Linked DNA regions of Pan troglodytes: region 1 is linked to region 2. The links are chromatin contacts, called in public Hi-C maps. All regions are on one chromosome and are shown on one strand. Each heading gives the region's core, a stretch centred on a gene start, on an enhancer-like site or on the middle of the called end of the contact. The rest is flanking DNA. Distances are from core to core; before and after follow the strand shown.

Evidence for each region. A called contact is a pair of places that touch in the nucleus more often than the background predicts.
Region 1: a contact with region 2 is called in a Hi-C map of stem cell-derived neural progenitor cells, with 2.6 times the contacts expected there. The contact joins the promoter of UHRF2 here to the enhancer-like site in region 2. A contact is called at or near these places in 1 of 7 Hi-C or Micro-C datasets (stem cell-derived neural progenitor cells) and 1 of 1 datasets of contacts at active chromatin or transcription factors (stem cell-derived excitatory neurons).

The regions. Positions count from the first base shown.
Region 1 is chr11:109,521,182-109,525,663 of NHGRI_mPanTro3-v2.0_pri, forward strand. UHRF2 (ubiquitin like with PHD and ring finger domains 2) reads right to left here and starts at 1,570. Exons shown (of 16, transcript XM_001142916.8): 1 at 1,011-1,570. The coding sequence starts at 1,163.
Region 2 is chr11:109,369,675-109,374,265 of NHGRI_mPanTro3-v2.0_pri, forward strand. GLDC (glycine decarboxylase) reads left to right here. Exons shown (of 26, transcript XR_010148783.1): 16 at 1,299-1,374. Among named protein-coding and RNA genes, the nearest start is that of GLDC, 77 kb to the left of the region's middle. Within about 2 kb of position 2,162, at least 6 of the 24 cell types and tissues checked have an H3K27ac peak or open chromatin away from gene starts, as enhancers often do. A contact at or near this core is called in stem cell-derived neural progenitor cells, where this site is marked.

The DNA of each region.
Region 1 (4,482 bases), core at 320-2,819, 150 kb after region 2:
GGATTGGAGCCAAACTGTGGTCTATCAACTCAGGATGCCAACTTTTTAGTGTATTAACAACAACATGAAGACAAAGAAAAATACGATGGGTCTGAGTGGCTAGGGATATAGATTATAAGAGACTTGTGGAATAGGAAAAAAACTTAGACTGGCCAGACCATAAAAATACCAGAGATGCCCACAGACAGCCTTCAAGTATGCACCGCTGGCTATGCTGCAGTGCTATGCTTAAAGCGTGAACGAGATGAGTATTAGAAGGCGAGAAGTAAGAAAAGCAAAACAGTCTTATACTCCTTTTCACTTCGGGAATAAAACTCTTGGCTTATACAGGGCATTCGTAAACCCGGCCCCCGGTTAAACCGACAGTTTCTTCATGCCCAGGTCTCTAACCTCCCTCGAGACATTCCAAACCTAGGAAAGGCGGCGAGGGAGAGGGACCAGAAGTTCTGGAAACCCTTCGAATCTTCAGTTTGCGCGAATCGTACCCCAGTCAGGAAGCAGAGCTAGGGTTCTTATTCTTGAGAACTCAATGCCCGAGTTTCCCCTGTTTGAGAGCCGAAGACGCGGAAGAGCCGCGGAAGCCAGGCGGACGCTCAGCCGGGTGAGCCAGCTCTCCGGGTCTCCCGCGCGGTGGCATGGCCGCCAGAGCCCTCTGCCCTCCCCGCCCTCTGGGGGCCCCAGGCCCCGCCGAGCGCGGGAAGCGAGGGACCTGGGCACCCAGTGCCTACGGCCGCTGTCCTACCAAATACAAACGGCGAGATATTTGCGCTCCGGACGCCCTCACTTCTGACCCCGCGCGGCGCACCTCCAGTTGGGGCTGGCAGGGACCCACTCCCCACCATTCGGCGGGACTGGGCCCCGCACCCCGCGCCTCGCGGGGGCTGCCCACCCGCAGCGGAGCCAGGTGAGCCCTGCGCGCGCGGCGCACAGAGCCCTCGGACCGGTGCGTCCAGAGGAGCCCAGCTGTTCCGGCCCCCAGCCTCGCTAGGGGCGCGGCGGGCGCGCCTCACCTGCTTGCCCCGGTAGAAGAGGCGCTGGCATTCGGGCCGCACGTCGAACAGCGCCCACACCCGCTCGCGCAGCTCCTCAATCGTGGCTTTGCGAGACACGTCCTCAATGGTGCACGTCTTGGAGCCATCAATGGTGCGAACCTGTATCCACATCTTGGCGCCTAGAGAGGAACCGGTCCCCTTTGTCTCCCCCTGAGCTCTGGGCGCCGCGCCCCGCCCGGCCCGCGCCGCTTTCCCTGCGGCTCGGGCCCTCAGCGGCAGGCGGGCGAGCGCGCCCACTGGACCGACCGGACGCCGGGCCCGACAGGCGGCGACGACTCTCAGCCCGCGCGCCCGACTAGCCGACTTGAGGAGAGACGACCTGAACCACTCTGAGGCGCTGCCGCAGACACCGCCTCAAAGATAGGAAGAGGCCATGTCTGCGCCGCGCAGAGTGTTTACTTATAGAGCTGGAGCTCCCACATGGAGGTCACGGCGCCAAGCCGGATCTCGCGAGATCCACGCCGGGCTCCGCCTTAAAGAGGAAGCGGCCCGGGAGACGGTTACAGACCCGAGGGAACGAAAATGGGCAGGCGCGGAGAGGGCGGGTCGGAGGGGCGGGGCTACCCAAAGCCGTTAGGTGCCCCACCGCCTGCACCTGGCCACTGGGCACGCCCTCTAGCCTTTGGGTTTCGGAAGATTGCGCGGCTACCCACATCGGTTGCCGTTTTGAGGCCTCGTTTCAGAGCTGAGGGGGCGGGTGCCTCCTCAGGCTTAGCGGATATGGTTCTTTGGTCTCAAAAACACACCAAAAATAAGAAACCCTGGCGTGCACTTGTATAATCGTGGAAAGGGGGCGCGGGCGGGTGCGGCCTAAACTTCTGAGAAAGAACTGAAGGAAATGTGTGCGCTCCACCGCGCTCAACAGGAAAGCTCCCGCCACGCGGCCTGGCGGGTCGGGTCGCCCGGGAAAGGCCCCGGGGGCCCTCCTGCTTCGCGAACACGTTTCCCGCCTGGCCGCAATGCTACTTTCGCGCGGAAACCCACTTCCGAGGGTTTCCCCGTCGCCTGGCGGAGGCGGCAGCTCCAGGCCTATCCTCAGGCCGCGGGTCCCGCTGGGATCGCCCTCTCTGGCTTGCAGCGCTCCCAGCCGGCCCTCCGGCCTTGGAGAAGCCGGGGCAGCTGCCCGAAAGGCCGCTCTCTAACTCCGGACATTTCCGTTCGTAGACCTTCCGCGTTAGGGGTGCCTTTGGCCTAAGGGATTGCGGGTTTGCGGGAAACAGTTTTAAATAATGCAGAGCTACGCGCCTCCGAAGAAAGAACTCCAAAGACCCTACTAGGATTAAACCCTCAGAAGTGGGCCCAACGCAGCACTACCTAACAGGGCTTCCCCCATCCCCCCACCCCGCCTTCTTAATCCTTCCCTGCTACAGCTGGGGAGTCGGGGTGGGGGTGAGTGGGTTTATTTTATTTTATTTATTATGTATGTATGTATGTATGTATGTATTTAGAGACGGAATCTCTCTCTGTCGCCCAGGCTGGAGTGCAGTGGCGCGATCTCGGCTCACTGCAAGCTCCGCCTCCCGGGTTCACGCCATTCTCCTGCCTCAGCCTCCCTGGGGTAGCTGGGACTACAGGCGCCCGCCACCGCGCCCGGCTAATAGTCTCGATCTCCTGACCTCGTGATCCACCCGCCTCGGCCTTCCAAAGTGCTGGGATTACAGGCGTGAGCCACTGCGTCCGGCCAAGTGGGTTTATTTTAAATGAAAATATGTCTTCTCAAGAAGGGAGAGAGGATATAAAGGTAAACAAAACAAGACAACTTGGACTTCATATTTGCCAAAATCGGCAACTTAAATATTCAGATAGGTGCTAATTATTCCCATAAAGGTACAGTACCATTTTTTTGTAATAAACAGCTAAAATAATTACAAGCACAGACAAATCCAGTAGTATATCATGAAAAAGAAGAGAAAGGCCGGGCGCAGTGGCTCAGGCCTGTAATCTCAGCGCTTTAGGAGGCCGAGGTAGGCGGATCACTTGAGGTCGGGAGTTCCAGACCAGCCTGGCCAACATGGTGAAACCCCATCTCTACTAAAAATATTTAAAAACTAGCTGAGCATGGTGGCAGTTGCCTGTAGTCCCAGCTACTCGGGAGGCTGAGGCAGGAGAATTGCTTGAACCCGGGAGGCGGAGGCTGCAGTGAGCTGAGATCACGCCACTGCACTACAGCCTGGGCGATAGAGTGAGACTCCATCTCAAAAAAAAAAGAGAAAAAAAAGATGGCCCAACACAGGAGAGACAGAAAAAGTTAACTGCACATACATATTTTGGGTTTCTGCCCTTGTGAAAATTTCAGTCACCTAGAACCTCTAAATATAATTCACTTGTCTACCCCTACTTTAATTAAAGCAAATATTGAGTATTTATTACATATGTAAATGAGATGATATTTAGGTTGGTGCAAAAGTCATTGAGGTTTTGCCATTACTTTCGATGGCAAAAAGCACAATTACATTTGCAACAACCAAATCTACCTAAAGCACACTTACTACCTACCTCAATAAGGCGAAGCTATTTATTATAAGGTTATGCTATTTACTATTATAACGTTATTCTATGGCTTTGTGGAGTTACGTTAGGATTTTTTTTTAGTTACCTCTCACAAAACAAATTACAATCTAGTTGAGATAAGATTTAACAAAAATAAAATATTAAAGAATAACTTAGTACTAAACACTGATGTTGGCGCAAACCATGATTAGAGATGAGAGGAGAACTAGAATGATTAAGAAAAGGGGAACTAGAATGATCTGGAAGCTTAAAGATAACTGTATAACTTGACACGAGTTATGTGATACATTGTAGTAGGAGGCAGCATTTAAATGTTCAGTTCATGGATTGAGATAGACTGGAATTATAATCCCAGTTTTACTGCTTGCTTAAAAATGTGATCTTGTACAAATTACATCCTCAATTTCCTCAATGTAAAATGGTGCTTGAAATAACCTAATGATTGTAAAGTGGTTTGCATACTATCCCTTAGTAGTACACAATAAATTATTTTAGTACTGTTGTTATGGAGAAGATTTAGATAAACAGAGTATGCCCAAAGAGGAAAGAGTGCTTAAACAAAGACAAAAAAGTGTGCATTTTTTACAGGTCAGAAGAGACTGCAAATCAGAGAATGGTTGACTAAATAGAAAAGGGTAGTGTGTGAAAATTAGCATTCAAAGCAGATGATTTTTGTGGGCCCCAGGGAAAAACTAAGACTTTTAAGGAGTAGATGGATGTAATTAAATATGCATTTGAAATAATAGCAAAAGGAATCTGGACAGATGCCTTAGGGAAAAAGTAAGGAAGAGGGACATGAGGGGAGAACTTATTGTCAGAAAGTTTACAGAGGAGGCAATTGTGTCAGTTTTGGTGAAATTAGTGGCGGTAAGTAGGAGAGGAGAGGATGTATTCCAGAGTATTCTAGAAAATTGAGCCT
Region 2 (4,591 bases), core at 912-3,411:
AGACATACACATTTTGAATGGGACTGATACATCTATTACTCATTTCCCTTCCCTTCCTGCACGGGGTACTGGGAACATGAAAGAACAGTCTACGATTGAGTCAGCATTGCTCACCGGAATGTTAGTCATTGCATATACCCTGAAAGTGGCGCCTTCCAGGACCGTTGAGATGAGGATGGCCAGCCCCTAACAGCCATCTGCATCCGGGGCCTGGGAGAGCCGAACCTGAGACTGCCAGGAATGGTGTCACATTAAAAGTGCCTCATTCTTTTGGGGCTGATCAGGCCCTTGACTCGATATTTGGTGATACTAAGAAATTATAGAGTGATGATTTGTTTTCACCTCATAGGTGTGCCTTCCTTAAACCTTGTTAAGATGTTGACACATTACCCATTTAAAGGGGGAAAGAAAAGGGGAAAAAAAGGAAAAAACTGAAGTTCATTGTTCTAGGTGTGACAATTGTGTTTGTAGTTATTTATTTATTTTTTGAGACGGGATCTCACTCTGTCACCCAGGTTGGAGTGCAGTGGCACCATCTCGGCTTACTGCAGTCTCCGCCTCACAGACTCAAGTGATCCTTCCATGTCAGCCTGCCCAGTAGCTGGTACTACAGATGCATGTTATCACAGGCTAAGTTTTTGTACTTTTAGTGGAGACACTGTTCCGCCATGTTGCCCAGGCTGATCTCGAACTTCTGAGCTCGGATGATCTGCCCACATCGGCCTCCCAAAGTGCTAGGATTACAGGCATGAGCCATTGCACCCGGCCTGTAGTTATATTTTTAAAAACAATACTTATCTCTGAAGGCTGCATATTGACATTTGAACTGATGATAGGATGTTTGAAGTTTGCTTCAAAATATATAGTTCAGCATGAAAGTGGTTAGTGAGAAATATAATAGGAAATAAGATTGACCGTAAACCATGTTGTTACAGCTGGCTGACACACACGTGGTAGTTCCTTTTGTTCTTCACTGTATTTTGGTATAGTTTTGAAATTTTTCATAATAACAAAAGGCTATTTTCAATGCGTGGTCCTGAGCAAGTGTATAGAAAGCTCCGTCTTTGGGTAGGAGTGGTTGAGCTGTAGTGCACAAACTGGATGCTGTTGCTTTGATTGTTTTGATTGTTCAAGACCTTTTGACTCCAGCGGAGCTCCTTGATGAGCTTCTCTCAGCATCTGGACAGTGACTATGTGTCACGTGCTGGTGAACCCCTGGCCAGGGCCCAATAAATATTGAATGAGTAAATGAAAGCCAGAAGACCTAACCGTGATCCTTTTCTTCTTGTCTTTGCAAGCGGAGCCCAGGGAGAATATGCTGGACTGGCCACTATCCGAGCCTACTTAAACCAGAAAGGAGAGGGGCACAGAACGGTGAGTATGGCAGGAGGTGGCGCTTGCTCACCATGGGGCACAGAGGTCCTGGCTCTCAGGGTCCCTTCTGTGGGACACTCCCTCCAAGCCTTCTTGGAAGCAGATGAGGGAACATATAGTCAAGAAACAAATTTCTGTGAACTAGCCATTATGATCCTTGCTTCCAAGACATCCCACTTGACCATTTTGAGGAAAAACATTCAGAGATAAAAGACTTGCTCAAACCCAGAATGCAAACGTCAGCCAGTTGGCTGTGGAACTGCTCTCTAGGGAGCAGAGGGAGGAAGAGGGCAGGAATGTTGCCATTGCAAGCATCCTCTCCTTGGCTCAGCCCCGGCCCTGGGCCTGGATGAAGGGCAGAGACCATGCTTTAATTCTTCAGTAACCCCTGTTGTGCTGAAGCCCAGTTCTGGTCATAGTATGCTCAAAAAATATTTGTTGAATAAATAAATTCTCCATTAGATGATTCTCAACTTCAAGCACCAAAAAAGGCATAAAGCAGAGTTCACGGTCCTGCTTCATTGTTTGCTTTGGATATGAGAACCTGGTCTCCAGGATCCCAATCGCCTCTTGGGGACCACTGTGGGGACCAGCAGGTACTAATGGACACCACTCGCCCCCCCCCAGGGGCAGTGCCTGTAGCAGTGACCTAACTCAGGCCTCAGCTTGTGCCAGAGGAGGCCTGTGTTCCTGGTTCCTTCATTTTGATGGCCAGTGCTATGCTAGAGTTTGTACTGAGCTGTGGAGCGGAAGTCCTTAATAGGAGCATCGCCTAGGAGCCGAGAGCAGGGCAAAAGCATCTGCTGATACCAGAGAGTTGCAGACAAAGGGGATAGGGTGGTGCTGGCTGGCTAAGTAAGTAGGGTGGAGTGGTAGTGGCCCGATCTTAGTCCATTTCTGGTTTTATTACCACTGGAAGGTTACTTATGGCTAGTTGCCTGGAATTTGCAATAAAAAAAGCTGAAAGTGTTTCACTTCCCTTTCATAACAGGGGAAACGAAGGAACATTTTTTTCCCTCCTTCCCTTGCGTAGGTCATCCTGATTCCACAGGTGTGTCTTTCCAGGCTTTCATCTTGGTTGGGGAATAGAATTTTTTTTTTTTTTTTGAGATGGAGTCTCGCCCTGTTCCCCAGGCTGGAGTGCAATGGCCCAATCTCGGCTCACTGCAACCTCTGCCTCCTGGGTTCAAGCGATTCTCGTGCCTCAGCCTCCTGAGTAGCTGGGATTACAGGCATGCGCCACCACGCCCGGCTAATTTTTGTATTTTTAGTAGAAACAGAGTTTCACCATGTTGATCAGGCTAGTCTCGAACTCCTGACCTCAGGTGATCCACCCGCCCCTCGACCTCTCAAAGTGCTGGGATTATAGGTGTGAGCCACTGCGCCCGGCCCTTTTTTTTTTTTTTTTCTCTTCATAGCTCACTGCAGCCTTGAACTCCTGGGCTCAAGGAAGCCTCCCAAAGTGCTAGGGAGACCAGGATTACAGGCATGACCCTCTGCACCTGGCCCTAGAATTCATGTCTAAAGATCTTTGAAAAACAGGCCATTCGTGAATTGAATAAATGATTAAACCCTGGTCAAGGACTGCTTGCCAGTCCAGAGAGAAGTGAAGTGGTCAACCAGACAGACACAGACCCTGAAATTCCCCCACAGTTTGTTCATTCGTGGTTCTGAATTCTCAGCTTTCTAAGGAATGATTAGTTTAGAACTATAATTGCTCTTGGGACCTGAGAGTCTTGGCACTTTCACAGAATCAGAAAGGAAACTTTGGAGCTCCAGGTGTCCAGCCAGTAAAACAATGCCAGATTCTCTCCTGTCTGTTTTTCCCTCATGGCTTCCATGTTCTGAGGTCGTCTCTGGAGTTCCTCTTCATTAGTATCTTTCCCCACGAGGTGCCCAGGAGCCTGGGGATGCTGGAAAGGGGCAGGCTGTCCTGTGTGACATCTCCACCCCACTCCTCCACTGCTTGGCGGAGAGGCCGCAGAAAGCAGTGTTTGCAGAAAGCAGGTGACTAGCAAATGGCAAAGGGCCAGCTAAAATCCAGATTCTTTCCACGCAGTAATGCTTCCCACCCCTCGCCATTTCCCAAATTCCCCAATCTGACACCAGGAAGTAGCTGTGAATGTCCATCAGCTGGGGACCAAACTGGAAAGGCCGAGGAGAAAGAATGAAAGGCCTTTGGGTTTGGCCTGGGCGGGGTTCTTCCGTGACTCGTGGATTCTTTCTGGTTCCTGTCCCCTCTCTTTGTGTTTTCCTGTCCTCCTTCCCTTCTCCACCCACTGTGTGTGATGTTTCTCTTGGCCCCATTGCCCATCCTGCCGTCACTGAAGTGTCATGAGAGGCCATTTCACTCTGCAGGAGGGAGAGGGGCTGGGTGCTGCGCTTCAGGGAGAGGGGGAAAGGGAGAGGCAGGGAAGCCCTCCAGCCACTGAGCTGGTAGAAATACACAGCTTATTAGCCTGGAAATGTTGGCATCCTTCTGGATCAGAAATTTTAATTAGCTTGGGCATGGTGGCTCATGCCTGTAATCCCAGCACATTGGGAGGCTGAGGCAGGCAGATCACCTAAGGTCAGGAGTTCAAGACCAGCCTGGCCAACATAGCAAAACCCTGTCTCTACTAAAAACACAAAAATTAGCCAGGCATGGTGGTGCACGCCTGTAATCCCAGCTACTGAGGGAGGCTGAGGCAGGAGAATCACTTGAATCCAGGAGGCAGAGGTTGCAGTGAGCTGAGATCGCACCACTGCACTCCAGCCTGGGCAACAGAGCGAGACTCCCTCTCAAAAAAAAATTTTTTTTAATTAAAGCCAACTTTCTTAGTTAGAGAAGAAAATGATTTAGTATTCACTAATCAGGGAAGATTTTTTCACATCACTGATGTCTGAGGCAGCTGCTCCCACACAATAGATTCTAATGGAATCCAGCAAAATATATCCTTCTTTTTTGAAAGGGAGTGTGGGGAAATCATGTGCTACAGAAGTGCCTGGGCTCCTGATGGGTCTTTTCTTTCAAGCTGCTTTTTGAAGTTATTTTCACATTTTCTCTTAGGTTAAATTTCAGAGGTTCCTAAAATGGAATGCCTAACTTCTTGATTTATGAGTTTACTTTGGGAGAATACAAATTTATTTAACAAACACTTATATGGCAATTACCATGTACCAGGCATGGCCTTTAACACTTTATAATTAATATTTCAATTTGTTAGTCAAATCCTGA